Regions from separate parts of the Xenopus laevis genome. Here region 1 is linked to region 2. The links are chromatin contacts, called in public Hi-C maps. All regions are on one chromosome and are shown on one strand. Each heading gives the region's core, a stretch centred on a gene start, on an enhancer-like site or on the middle of the called end of the contact. The rest is flanking DNA. Distances are from core to core; before and after follow the strand shown.

The links. Hi-C and Micro-C count contacts between places; a contact is called where the count stands out from the background.
Region 1: a Hi-C map of the XTC cell line shows a contact between it and region 2, with 3 times the contacts expected there. The contact joins the enhancer-like site here to the promoter of ywhaq.S in region 2. A contact is called at or near these places in 2 of 4 Hi-C or Micro-C datasets (the XL177 cell line and the XTC cell line).

What each region holds. Positions count from the first base shown.
Region 1 is chr5S:125,523,543-125,530,334 of Xenopus_laevis_v10.1, forward strand. No RefSeq gene overlaps it. Among protein-coding and RNA genes, the nearest start is that of grhl1.S, 100 kb to the right of the region's middle. Within about 2 kb of position 2,774, at least 1 of the 7 cell types and tissues checked has an H3K27ac peak or open chromatin away from gene starts, as enhancers often do.
Region 2 is chr5S:125,395,373-125,401,844 of Xenopus_laevis_v10.1, forward strand. ywhaq.S (tyrosine 3-monooxygenase/tryptophan 5-monooxygenase activation protein theta S homeolog) reads right to left here and starts at 3,749. Exons shown (of 5, transcript NM_001086903.1): 1 at 3,347-3,749. The coding sequence starts at 3,640.

The DNA.
Region 1 (6,792 bases), core at 1,524-4,023, 130 kb after region 2:
TCACCAAAGAACCATAGACCAAGGGCCGCCTCTCAGTACTATTATTATTCTTCTCATCACTCGACCTCTAGTCTCTTTTCTTTACATACTATAATCTATTATTCCATCTAGTTAGTATCTTTGTTCTCAAATAAATAGGAAATGGCAATGAAATAGGCCAAATCCTTGGAAGCATTAGGGCTCCCTGACACCTGGGCCCACTGGGAGTTTTCCTGGTATCCCAGTGGGCCAGTCCAACACTGCCCAGAGGTCAGGTGGTTTGGGTTGAATTCAGGTAACCATTGTGAGTTTGGGTTGGGTGCAGGTCAGGCTGGGGATGTACACTCCTCCTCTGCTCCCAAAGATTCCCTGTCTTGGAATCAGATGTGCATGTAGAAGTAAAAGACAGAGCAGTAAGAAATGTGGGTGCGGGTCTTTCAATGGCAATGTGGGTTAGGTGCAGGTTTCGGGTTCTCCGGATTAGGGTCAGGTGCAGGTTAAAGGTTTCTGTTTTAGGGTCAGGTGCAGATTGAATTATGACTGACCACTCATCTTTATTGTATTGCTCTTTGTTAGAAAGATCTTATAGAAGATTTAGGTCCCTAAATCAAAAATCTGCTGAGGGACAAACGGGGACATAAGCTGATTATACCTAAGTATTTCTCATACTATGTTTAGAGAGAGATTATAGAACTATGCCACGTGTGTATTACCAGGGTCGGATTTAGCTGGCAGAACAACGGGTCAAAACATGGTGGGATCCGCTCCCCGCCAGAAACACTGTAGCATGACCTACCCCTTTGCCCCGATCTTAGCTGCAACCAAGTAAATATAAGGTACGAGGGTAGTTGGGTTTGTATTACCTTGTACCAGGCATATTTTTTACTAAAAAATTGACAATATCGATGGCCCTTTCATGTTGTTTCCTATCTACCTTTTGATTATAGAAACCTTCCAAATTCTGCCAAGCGATCAGGTAGCAACAATTAACACATAGACAAGGAATTAACATGAAAAATATAGTGAAAGTCTGCTGGCTCTGCTGGAGTATTTGTGAAATTGGGAATAGTCCATTGGCCAAGAAAATGCCATTTTACTTTATTAAATATGTGACATAACATGCAGCCGTCCATCTGCTGCTGAACTACTGCTTCCAACAGCACCATCTGCAGACTTTGTCTACTGATTGGACTTAATTGGTTTAAATGGGTTTTCTCCATTTGAGGGGCTTAGCTTTTCTACATTTTCCTTTTCCCACCTTCATAAATCTAAAGTTAATGAAACTCCCATAACATCATGAGACAAACTGAAATGTACAAAGTGACAAACATAAGTTAGTCGAATTTATGACATATATACATATTGTATACATATACAATACAATACAACCTCAATTTTACATCCCCTGTATATAAGTTTTCCCTCATATTACATAGTTGTTTTGTGGTCCCACATATATATTTAAAGGGGACCCGTCACCCAAAAAAATTATTCCAAATCCTATTTTATCACGTTAGTCAAGCAAAATTAACTTCAATTACACTATATCAATTATTTGAATCTTGTTTTCTTCAGTCTGGGAATTCATAATTATAACAAGCAGACAGGAGCCATTTTGTGGACACTGTTATTAAGGCAAGCCTTGTATCATCTCAGAATCTTCTTTGTGCATCAGAATGGGGGACCTGATGTCCATCCCAATGCCCTGGCTACACAATTAAATGGTGAAGAGAATGGGGGGAATGTGGGTAATGCAGTGACATTTAGTAAGTGCTGAATGGAAAGTGAAAGTAATTGCCTACCTAAGGCATAGAGGAGGGGCTGAAAATATTTGATTGACAGCTGAGATTTTTAAATAAGTTTACAACAGCTACGAAACCTTTAATAAAAAAATTATTTGGATTTCATGTTTAACTTGAAAAGGACTTTTATTAAACAGCTTTTTATGCTGGGTGACAGGTCCACTTTAAATATAAAAAATTTCCCTGATTTTACAATTTCCCAGATTTTACACCATTTTTTTTGGTCCCCTGGAAAAGGTAACATGGGGGTTCTACTGTACTGGATTGGGCTCTACCTTATAAGCCTTGCTTATTTGTAAGGAGGCAGTAGTGTGACCCCTAGTGTACATATCCAGTATAACCTGCTGTATTGCTGCAGGCACCATCTGTTACCAGGTCAAATGAAGAAAATCAAGTTTTGCAATCTCACTGACTCAGCTGTAGTCATGTCTGGGAATTGACTGAGCGTTTGGGAGGAGACATCTCATTCTAGAGAAGGTGACAACTCTTAGAAACTTAACAAGTGTTTGAGTGCTGAAAAGTAATACGTTTGAAGTGTGTAATTGTCCTCTTGCCCTAATGTGCTCATCTCTGCAAGGATTCCTCCAAACTTTGTCATTTTTGAAAGTAAAGCAGAGGTGAATTGGGTCCAGTTCCCTATCTCATGGCCAATTCAATTGTCAAGTATTATTATTAATAATAATAATCATAATAATATTAAATCTGCCCAATATTTCCAGTTCTTCAAAATACTACGGCCATAGTTTTTCAGATCCATAAACCAAAAGTAGAAGATTGCTTTAAAAAGTTTCCAAACTATAAAACCCGCACATCACTACTTGCAACCAAGCAGCAGTTTGGAAGTTAGAATAGAAGATGAATTGGAGAGGAAAGTGCCGGGCCAAGGAGAAGGAGACCCCCTCTGCATATGCATGCGCAGATGAGTGACCACGTTAAAGCAAAAGAGGCTGATTCAGACTGGCCCTGGCCCTCATGGACCCCAGTCGGCACAGATCTGCTCTCAGTTCGTCTGGCCCCATAAAAAAAAGAATTGCGGGCATGCCGCAGGGGCCCCAGAGGTTTGGAACCCGGTGGGCCCCCAATGGTCCAGTCCAACCCTGAAAATAGGTACAGTGCTTGGCCCCCCATCACCATTGTGCTCTAGGCAAATGCTTAATTCTGGCCCTGGGAAAGGGCCTAAAAAGTAAGCTAAGCAATACAAAAAGAAAACGCAGATATGGGCCGAAATGATACATACACATACAGTGCAGTTTGCCTTTTCTCCACTGTCACAGTAAATGCACATTGTGACTAAGCCCTGAGATTGAATTGTTTGTTGCCACTCATCAGGTTGTTCTGCGTGTATGAAACAAGAGTCTGCATTACAGAAGCTGCTGCACAGATTAGTCAGCACTTTACCAGCTATTGTATAGCAACAGAGAGAGTGAATTATTACCCAGCTAACATTACAGCTTTGAGAATCAAGCTCTGCATCCGTTTGCCATGAAAGGGAAACACTGGATTGTATTTGTCACTTGAAAGCTACGTTACATATTTAGGGGGTTATTTATCAAAGGTTGAATTGTAGAATAATGTGATTTTTTTAAAAACTCTAATAAAGTCTAAAGTTTGATCACCATTCGAATGATATGCAAGTATTATTGATCAAAAAATGATTATTGGTCTAAAATTCGATCGAATAGTCCTGACCGGAAAATTTGATCCAAATTCCAGAATAAAAACTTGAATATTGCACAGCAAATGTTTTTTCTCCCATTGGAGTCTATGGGCATCATTTTTGCGTCAAAACATGGCGAAAAATTTCGCTCATGACAACAATTGACATCTTCAAATAGTTCAAGGGACCTCTGCCATTGCCTTCTACATGAACTCGGCAGGTTTTAGGTGGCGAATATTCGAATTTGAATTTTTGAAGTGTCTCACATTCAAATTCAAGTTGATTGTTTTGAGCAAAATATAAATTTGAAATTAGAATTTTCCATTCGCGTCTTAGTAAATCTGCCTCTTAGTTAATGAATGTCAGAAATAATGATTCCTATTATAGCGTATTAAGAAGATTAGCTTTATTTTAGTTGTATAAATGAATATATTTATTTTATTGTACCTTATTTCAGTCCAGTGGCTTAACTACCAGGGGAGCAGGGGGTGCGATTGGGCCAGGGCCCGCACCCCCTCAGGGCCCCCCGGTAGCTCGCGTGCCACTGAGTTCTTTAGTAATAGCGGCTGTACGGAGGGGGGCGGGGGCCCGGCTGCACGTACCGCGCCATAGCCCGTCCCCCTCTAGTTACTTTACTGTTTCAGTCCCCTCTGACAGGCGGGGACTAAAATAATGAACAATTTCACCAGCAAAAATTCAAATCACCAGTGGGGAGACATACAGTACATGTCGTAGACACAATTTTGAAGTAGCCTGAAGTCTCCTTGTGTGAAAAATTTGGACAATCGTGTGCCGCTTATGTTTCCCAACAGGCGTTTTGCATTTTAGCTGTTGGGAAGAAAAAAATGGACATTTTGTTGCCTGCAGTAGCCAAGATTTATCACAAGCAACACAATGTCCAATGTGCCATTGCTCTTAGGGCAGTGGCACATGGGAAGATTTATAGCGCGTGATTTATTAGACGCAGCTCTGGGCGAGAAATCTCCCAAAAATGCCTCTCCATTTCCAGTAACAGGAATAGCTGGCGGTATGTCCAGCAGTATGGCGGTACTGTATGTCCAAAGTTTCCTCCAGGGGCATCTTTTGGACGATTTAGCGATCAGTTGGGCATACCACCAGCGATTTCAATAACCGGCAATGGGGAGGCATTTTCAGGAGATTTGTCGCCTGCAACCGTGTCTAAAAAATTGCGGGCTGCATTGGCTGCAGATTTGTAAATTATTCTGTCAGTCTATTGCATCCTACTCTTTTAAGCTGACAATAGAAGCAAAGATCCGATATATTCGTACGATTTTCTGATCGTGTGTGGAGTGCCCATCATTTGTTCAGTCGAACGGACAGGTTAGAAAATTTCTTTTGGCTGCCGATAATATCTCTGCATGTATTGCCGATCTTCAGTGGGAGACTGTCACCAGCTTTGGTCGGACATAACTATCGTACGATTGCTGTAGGGGCAGAACATCGGCTGATCTGTTCTTTCACTACTTTATTTGATATGAAAGGTTAGTGGCAGGTCGTGAGATGGGGAAGTCCGATAAATCCGATTGTTCGAGGATTCGAATGATCGGATCTTTGCATCTATGGCCAGCTTTATTCCTTGTATATGGGTGCATTGATAAGCACAGGATCAGCCTGCTCACACCAAAAAAATTTTGGTGCAGAAATGCATACTTTAGCGCTTCCAAAATCCTGTGCTGACAAGCTGATCCTGTGCCTTTAAATGCACACACAGGGTGCAGGAGGCAGCGGCTGAGAGGTTCTCAGATGGCATATTTACTCAGCTGGCATATTTACTGTGCTATTAACCTAAAAATGTTTGCAAATATGCATGGGAATAAACAAGGTGCAACGTGGCTCCAGATTTTTCTACCGCTACCCTCATTCATTATACCTGGTTTTCACTGTACTTCATGACTCTTTTACAAAAACTAAACATAGCATTTGGAACGGAAATGGGTGCAAAATTACATCCATGCACCGGGGAAGATCAATTTGTATGAGAGAGGGGCCTTCACTTTGGCACTGAACAACTTTTACCTCTTGGCTGCTCACATCAGGTGCCCCCCAGTTCTAATGCCTATATTTAATCAGTTTAAAATTCCTGCACCTTCTTGCACTCATCCATACTACTGGAAGGGTCTTTTTCCCTACTGCACCTATTTTGACAGATGAGGTACAAGGTTCAGCATGCCTGGGTACAAAGGAGCCCTATACTTAACTGAGACCTAGATATACGAACCAAACACCCTTTATATGGTGTTCCTATAGGCACTCAATGTTGCATCATTTGATTTACATGCAGCTACCTTCCACCCCCGGCTTGAGTCTTGTATAAACCCCTGTATACAGAAACAAAAATGCACTTCCATATTCAGGTTCCTGCACATTCTGTGTCATCATATAAAGAAACTAAAATCAAAACACAGCTTTAATAGGTAGGCACAATTTTATATGGATTGATGCTGATCGTTGATGGATGGATATGGATGCCAATTTCACTGATGTGGATCAGTTGCTTATTGTCTATTAGAATCACAGGACGACATGAAAATAATCTTTTTAATCCCAACAGATTTATAATGTCTAGGCCATAAACCCATAATGAAATGTAATCACTATTTTACTCTATGATTCTTCATTGCCACGGCTGTGCCTGCTGCTGTTACTCTAGGCCATGCAAGCCAAGGAGCTCATAAATACATCTAGGGAGCGGCAGCAGCTGGCAGTTGTTTACTTTTCCTTTGTGCTCTGGGTGTGGCCCTTGTAACAGTCATTTTCTTAACAAGAAGAGTATACACTTTTAATGGTTATATGGTTTAAACAATTTGGCACACACCCATCTGTAAAGCACAGTAATACCAAAGCACAGACGGCATGTATACACACGTACACACCGGGATGTAACTATAAAGAACACAGGCCAATGCAACTGCTGGTGGTGGGGCAAGGAGACTCTAGGGGGCCCAGTGGGCGATTTATCGATAAGTTGTTTTTAGGGAACCTAAAATGATTTTTCTGTGGGACCCAGTCACTTCTAGCTACACTCTGTCCACATTTAGAGGGTTATTTATCAAAGTCCGATTTTTTTTCTGGTTGGACTTTTAAAGGAGAAAACCACCATTTTTTATTTGTAGAAAAAGAAACTTGAATTTTTCGAGATTTATTAAGCCCCGATGGTCAGTGGCATAACTAGATATTACTGGACCCCACATTAATTATTTTTCAGGCCCCAAAATGACTAGAGATTGACCTTTTTTACCAATATTAATTGAAATTGTATATCAATTAGGACCTCATTGGGCCCCTATACCCCCTGGGCCCCCTGCAGCTGCAGGGTCTGCTTCCTCTGTAGTT
Region 2 (6,472 bases), core at 2,499-4,998:
CATTACTCCAAATAAAACATTTACTGGTGGAAATCAATAAGGTGCTGGTAAGTGTAACAGTGTGTGCTTCCTTTTCATTGGCTGGGGCTATGAGCGTTATTACAGAAAACTATTTCACGGTCAAAAGCCTAAAGCTTGAGTAAATGTTCACTGTTTAATAGACAATGATCCCAAGGCTAAGGCCAAAATAAAAGTGGGCTGACTAAGATGAGGGTCCTGAAATCCATAACTTTCAAATTGAGGTGAACTAGCACCTGCCAACTACCCTGAACACACTAGAGCAGTGATCCCCCCCAACCTCTTGGATGATGTTCCCAGTGACCCCAGAGCAGGAGCTTATTTTTGAATACCAGGTTTGGAGACAATTTTTGGTTGCATAAAAACAAAGTGTAATGCCAAACGAGACTCCTATATGCTGTCAGCCCGCATAAGGGCTAGCAAATACCCAATCACAGCCCTTATTTGCAATCCCAGGAACATTTTTAAGCTTGTGTTACTCCCCAAATCTTTTTACATTTGAATGTGGCTCATGGGTGAAAAAAAATTTGGGGATTCCTGTCCTAGACTAAACCTGCCTGGAAGAATAGGCCTCAAATCACTTTCAAACACTGTAGTACATAATTAGGGATGGAATTTAAATTTCGCCAACAGGGAAAATTTGCCAAAATGCATTTAAGTCTATGGGCGACATTATTTTTGACGAGTGGCTTTTTTTTACGCTGCAAATATTTTTTTTTTTCCCATTGAAGTCTATGGGCATCATTTCCGCTGCGAAACAGGGTGAAAAAAAAAATCATTTTAGATCTATAGCTATGAGTTGCAACACTGCTTGCAGCTGCAGACAATAAAACAGCAGCCAAAGTAGAACTGTAAAAACCATTTGAGATACTTGATGTTTTAGTCAAGAGGAAAAACCTTGCCAACATCAGCAGGAATGCTGGGTGCTCATCTTTTCTGGAAAGTGGTCTGCACACAACTATTCACTTAAAGGATAACTAAACCCTAAAAATGAATATAGCTAAAACGGCAATGTTTTATATACTGAGCTTATTGCACCAGCCTAAAGTGTCAGCTCGTCAATAGCAGCAATGATCCAGGACTTCAAACTTGTCACAGGGGGTCACCATCTTGGAAAGTGTCTGTGACACTCACATGCTCAGTGGGCTCTGATTGGCTGTTGAGAAGCTAAGCTTAGGGCTCGTCACTAATTATCATTCCAACTTGCAGTACAGCAGTGACTAAAGTTTATCAGAGCACAAGTCACATGACTGGGGCAGCTGGGAAACTGACAATAGGTCTAGCCCCATGTCATATTTCAAAACTGTATATAAAAAATGTGTTTGCTCTTTTGAAAAATGGTTTACAGTGCAGAATTCTGCTGGAACAGCACTATTAACTGTTGTGTTTTGAAAAAAAAAAAATCATGTCTTCCCATGACAGTATCCCTTTAACTTTCCTTGTCCTTTAAAGCATCCCTGTTTAAAGAGAACAGAAGACTATCTTTAGAAGTGCTACTAACAGCTATTTTATGATCTCAGGAAAAGTATAACTGAAAAACATAATAGAAAGAAATAGAAAGTGGCAATAACAATAAGTGTGTAGCCTTACAGAGCATGCTTTTTTTAAATGGGGTCAGTGACCCCCATTTGAAGTTTGGAAAGGATCAGAAAAGAGGGTAAATAGTTTAAATACTGTAATAACAAAATGAAGAAAAATTGCTTAGAATTAGCCATTCTAGAACATAAAAGAAGTGAACAGAGGTGAACAACCCCTTTAGGAAGTATATATATTTCCTCAGGTGAGGAAATGAGCCATCATCTTTAAAGTCAGAAACTTGTAGTTTATAGGAACTTAAGGAAAATACTACTACAGTTTTGGATGACTTAGTATGACATGGGAGTGCTGCAGTTTTGATCACTAAGCTCAAGTTAAACTGGTTTCAGAAACTTTCTACTCAGTTTGATACGGATTTAAACTTGAAGAAAACCTACTTGAGCACTATTCAGGTGAAATATACTTCAGACAGCAATCTGTACATGGACAGAAGGAAATCTATGAATGATGGTCCCCTACACATTCACTGAATACATTCATAAACATTTTACTGGACTCCAATGTGTTGAGTAAAAATAGCAGAGCACAGATGGTTTGGGATTATGATTTATGAAATAAACAGAAGCAATCGCTCTATATAAATAACTGAAGTGCCAGGAGGCACAATCAAGATTACTCCTACTTCTAATATATAATTGTATATACAGGTATGGGACTTATTACCCAGAATGCTTGGGACCTGGGGTTTTCCAGATTATGGATCGTTCCGTAATTTCAGATCTTAAGTCTACTAGAAAATCAGATAAACTTTAAATAAACCCAATAGGTGGGTTCTGCTTCCAATAAGTATTTATTATATCTTAGTTTGGTCAAGTGCAAGGTACTGTTTTATCAGTACAGGGAAAAAAAGGGAATAATATTTAAAAATTTGGATTATTTGATTATAATGGAGTCTATGGGAGACGGCCTTTGCGTAATTTGTAACTTTCTTGATAACGGGTTTCCGGATAACGGATCCCATACCTGTACTGTGATATTCTCTATGTAAAAAAAAAAAAAAACAATTAGGCCCTATAAAATACCAGTGGTTTGGCAGACACCTGTACGTTGTTGAGGTCACCAATAGCAGGACTGGTGTAGGGGAATAAAATTTAAAGGGGAGATAAAAATGTTATATAAGCTTCATCATGCTGAAATAAGAAACTTTCTAAATACAAATAATCAAGTTTATATTCACTATTCCTCTCTCAGCATCTGTTTCTCTTCATTTTTCTCTGCATGCAGCAGTTGGGTGTCAGATAGTCATTGACAGTTCGATCCAATAGATCTTATAGGGGGGCTTCCTTTCCTAGCAGATGAATTAAAGCTCATTCAAATAACGGATTCCAGTACAAACATAATCAAACAAAATAACTGCCTTTTGCACGAATTCTGCATGTAGAGAGACATGATGTCTGGTGATTTTAATAGTGAGCTCTAATACATCAAGGTAAAAGGAACACCCTATAAAATATATTGGATCTGTCAATGAATATATGACACCCAAAGAGAGAATGAAGAGAAACAGATGCGGGGAAAGGGATAGCAAAGATGAACTTGATTTGAGAAACAGTACAGGATTTTTAATTGATTATATTTAGAAAACTTCTTATTTATACTTATTTCAGTGTGCTGAAGCTTATATTACATTTTTGCGATAGTTTCCCTTTAATTGAACAGCTGTTTGGTTAGCAAGAGTCTGGACAGCTTTTTCATGACTGATACAGTCCTAGTGCTCATTAAACTCACTCACCAGAACAGTTTCACAAATACTTTGAAGCTCACTCTCCACTTTTTCTTTGTACTCTTTGGCAATCTTCAGCTTGGTTTCTTCACTGTCCGACTTCTGCTCAATGCTGGAGATGACCCGCCAGGCAGATCTTCTTGCTCCCACCACGTTCTTGTAGGCAACAGAAAGGAGATTTCTCTCTTCGCTGGACAGCTCCCCGCCACACTCTGTCACGTCTTTCATGCTGGCTGCCATGTCGTCGTAACGTTCAGCCTGCTCGGCTAGCTTGGCCTTCTGGATCTGTGCGGTCCTGTCCATGGCTGTGCTGAGGGAGGAGATCAGATAGGTGGAAAGGAAGGAAAAGGCGAAGTCTGCCAACCAACAAGAGCCGTTCTCAATTAATCTGATGCGCAGTCAGCTGTAACCTGAAAAAGAAGTAACCGTGTTAAAAACTTAGAGGGATACTGTCATGGGAAAGAATGTTTTTTTTTTCCTTTCAAAACGCATCAGTTAATAGTGCTGCTCCAGCAGACTTCTGCACTGAAATCTGTTTCTCAAAAGAGCAAACAGATTTTTTTTAGATTTAATTTAGAAATTTGACACAGGACTAGACATATTGTCAGTTTCCCAACTCCCCCCAGTCATGTGACTTGTGCTCTGACAAACTTTCACTCTTTACTGCAAGGTGGATTGATATCCCCCCCAGCAACCTAACAACAGAACAATGGGAAGGTAACCAGATAGCAGCTCCTTGACACAAGATAACAGCTGCCTGGTAGATAGAAGAACAGCACTTAATAGTAAAATCACTGTCCCACTGCAAAACATTCAGTTACATTGAGTAGAAGAAACAACAGCCTGCCAGAAAGCAGTTCCATCCTAAATTGCTGGCTCTTTCTGAAATCACATGACCAGGCAAACCACCTACACACCAATATTACAACTAAAAAAAAAATACACTTGCTGGTTTAAAGGACATGTAAACTTCCCACGCAAAAATCGAATCATTGAACAGCCCTTTTGAAATCTCTAAATACCTGCCACTCTGGTATTTCAAAGTTTAATAGTAAGGCTGCAGCATCCCCCTTAATTACTTAGAATTCCTACAGCCCCTCTCGCCTACTCAGCCCCTCTCGCCTACTCAGCCCCTCTCGCCTACTCAGCCCCTCTCGCCTACTCAGCCCCTCTCGCCTACTCAGCCCCTCTCCTCAGGAATTTCCTTTGGCTGAAGGCTACTGAGCATGCTCCGTTCTTCCAAGCTCAGATTTCTAAACACCCTCCAGTTTAGCAGCCAATGAAGAGATAGCATTGCTGATTCCCATAGAAACTATGCTCTAGCTGTCTGCTCCTATTTTTAAACCCTAACCCCTCTCCTGAGCTCAGAGTGACCATTACAGTTCTCAATTCAAGCAGGACTTTTCATCATAGTAAATTCTGCATTCTTTAAATGCAAGAACTTTACATCTCATATGTGCTGTTTGCAGATATAAATGCACTGATGATGTGTCAGAGGGAAAATGGCCCTGGGTGAAATCTGCTATTTCTTTTAGGGAAATGTAATGATGCTGGCAAACTGAGGGGATATATGCAGTACCAATAATGCCATTTGGTTGGGGGAAGGTATGCCCAACTTATTTACATGGTAGGAAAATGTAGGCTTTACATGTCCTTTAAGAACGAGATTTTATATTGTAGAGTGAATTATTTGCAGTGTAATTTAAAAATAAAAAACGACATCACAAAAATAAAAATCCCTTTAAATATAGAACTCTCATCAAAAGATCAAATCAGCAGTGTCTACTGACCTGCACCCACAGCCACTCTAATCCTTATTCTCTGCATCACGCCAAGGGAGCTTCAGGGGACTGCTGTAAACCAGGGGTGTCCAACAGGTAAATCGGGATCTACCAGTAGACTTTTAGTTGGTGATCAGTAGAGCTCAAGACACTGTCAACAGACAGCTTGTCTAAATCACCCTTCTGTTTTATTCTTTTCATTCAGATATTTATTCTGTTAAGGCTACATAAGAAATAGTTTTTTAAATATAGGAATATAAATGATCTTATAAATCAATATAATATTTAATTAATATTTTCCATGGAACAGAATGCTAACAGTGATATTATGGATGTAGATCATAATTGGACAACATGACTAAAAGTAGACCCCACATTAGTAGAGTATGGGCACTCCGGCTGTAAACAAAGCAAGATTTACAAAGCAGAGATGTGTAAAATTTAAGAAAACCCGGCCGGACATAGCCGAGAGGACTGCTCCTTGCAGCTAGAGAGAGCATTGTAGAGGGAGGAGTCCTGCATTGAACATTATCCCATAGAAAGGAGGAGGAAGGGATCAGGATGCCCTTCCTTTTGTCTGGAGGCTTCCTAGTTTTCCACGCCCTGACGGCCTCTCCCTCTTTTCCGCCCTCCCTTCAAGGGAACTAGGCTTTCCAGCACTGCAACATACAACTCGATTTTTTTTTGTAAAGGAAATATATACTCTAGGGTGGGTGCTTTCTAGATCGAAGCTTCTTTTCAACCTCTCTGGCAGGAAAAGGCCAGCACCCAACACCACAGCAGAAGACGGCGGCCGTTTCTTAAAAGGTCTTTAAGCCCATAACTAGAGTCATAAAGCAAATAAAAAGCCTTATACCTGCAACCAAAAAAAGCAATCATCCAGCAGAATCCGTCACAGGGAGAGGTCGCATCCCAATGTCAAGAAGACGCAGGATAGTGTCACGGAACAGACACAGCTCCACGCTAAATAAGCATTGTCTCATCACTGCCCCCAGCCAGCCAATAGCAACGCAAGCCTCCCAGCAATACTGTAATAGGGCTACAATTGTATCAATCACTTTCAAAAGGTATTATCAGATACAAATATATAAAATTAAGTCTCCATAGGAATATAGTATCAATGAAAGCACACTGGTCTCTCAAGGAAGTATCATGAGCCTTTAATAATGGCTACAAACTCCCATGAGTGTTAAAAGCCATAAAATGAATAATAACTATACCTTTTATTGAGCAAACCCCACAGCAGTTCCCATAGGCTTCCTAACACTATTAAAGGCTAAAGAAACACTGTTTTCCTGCACAATATCAGCCAGTCTTGTGTTTCTCTACCCACATACAGGAAAGCCAGAACTAC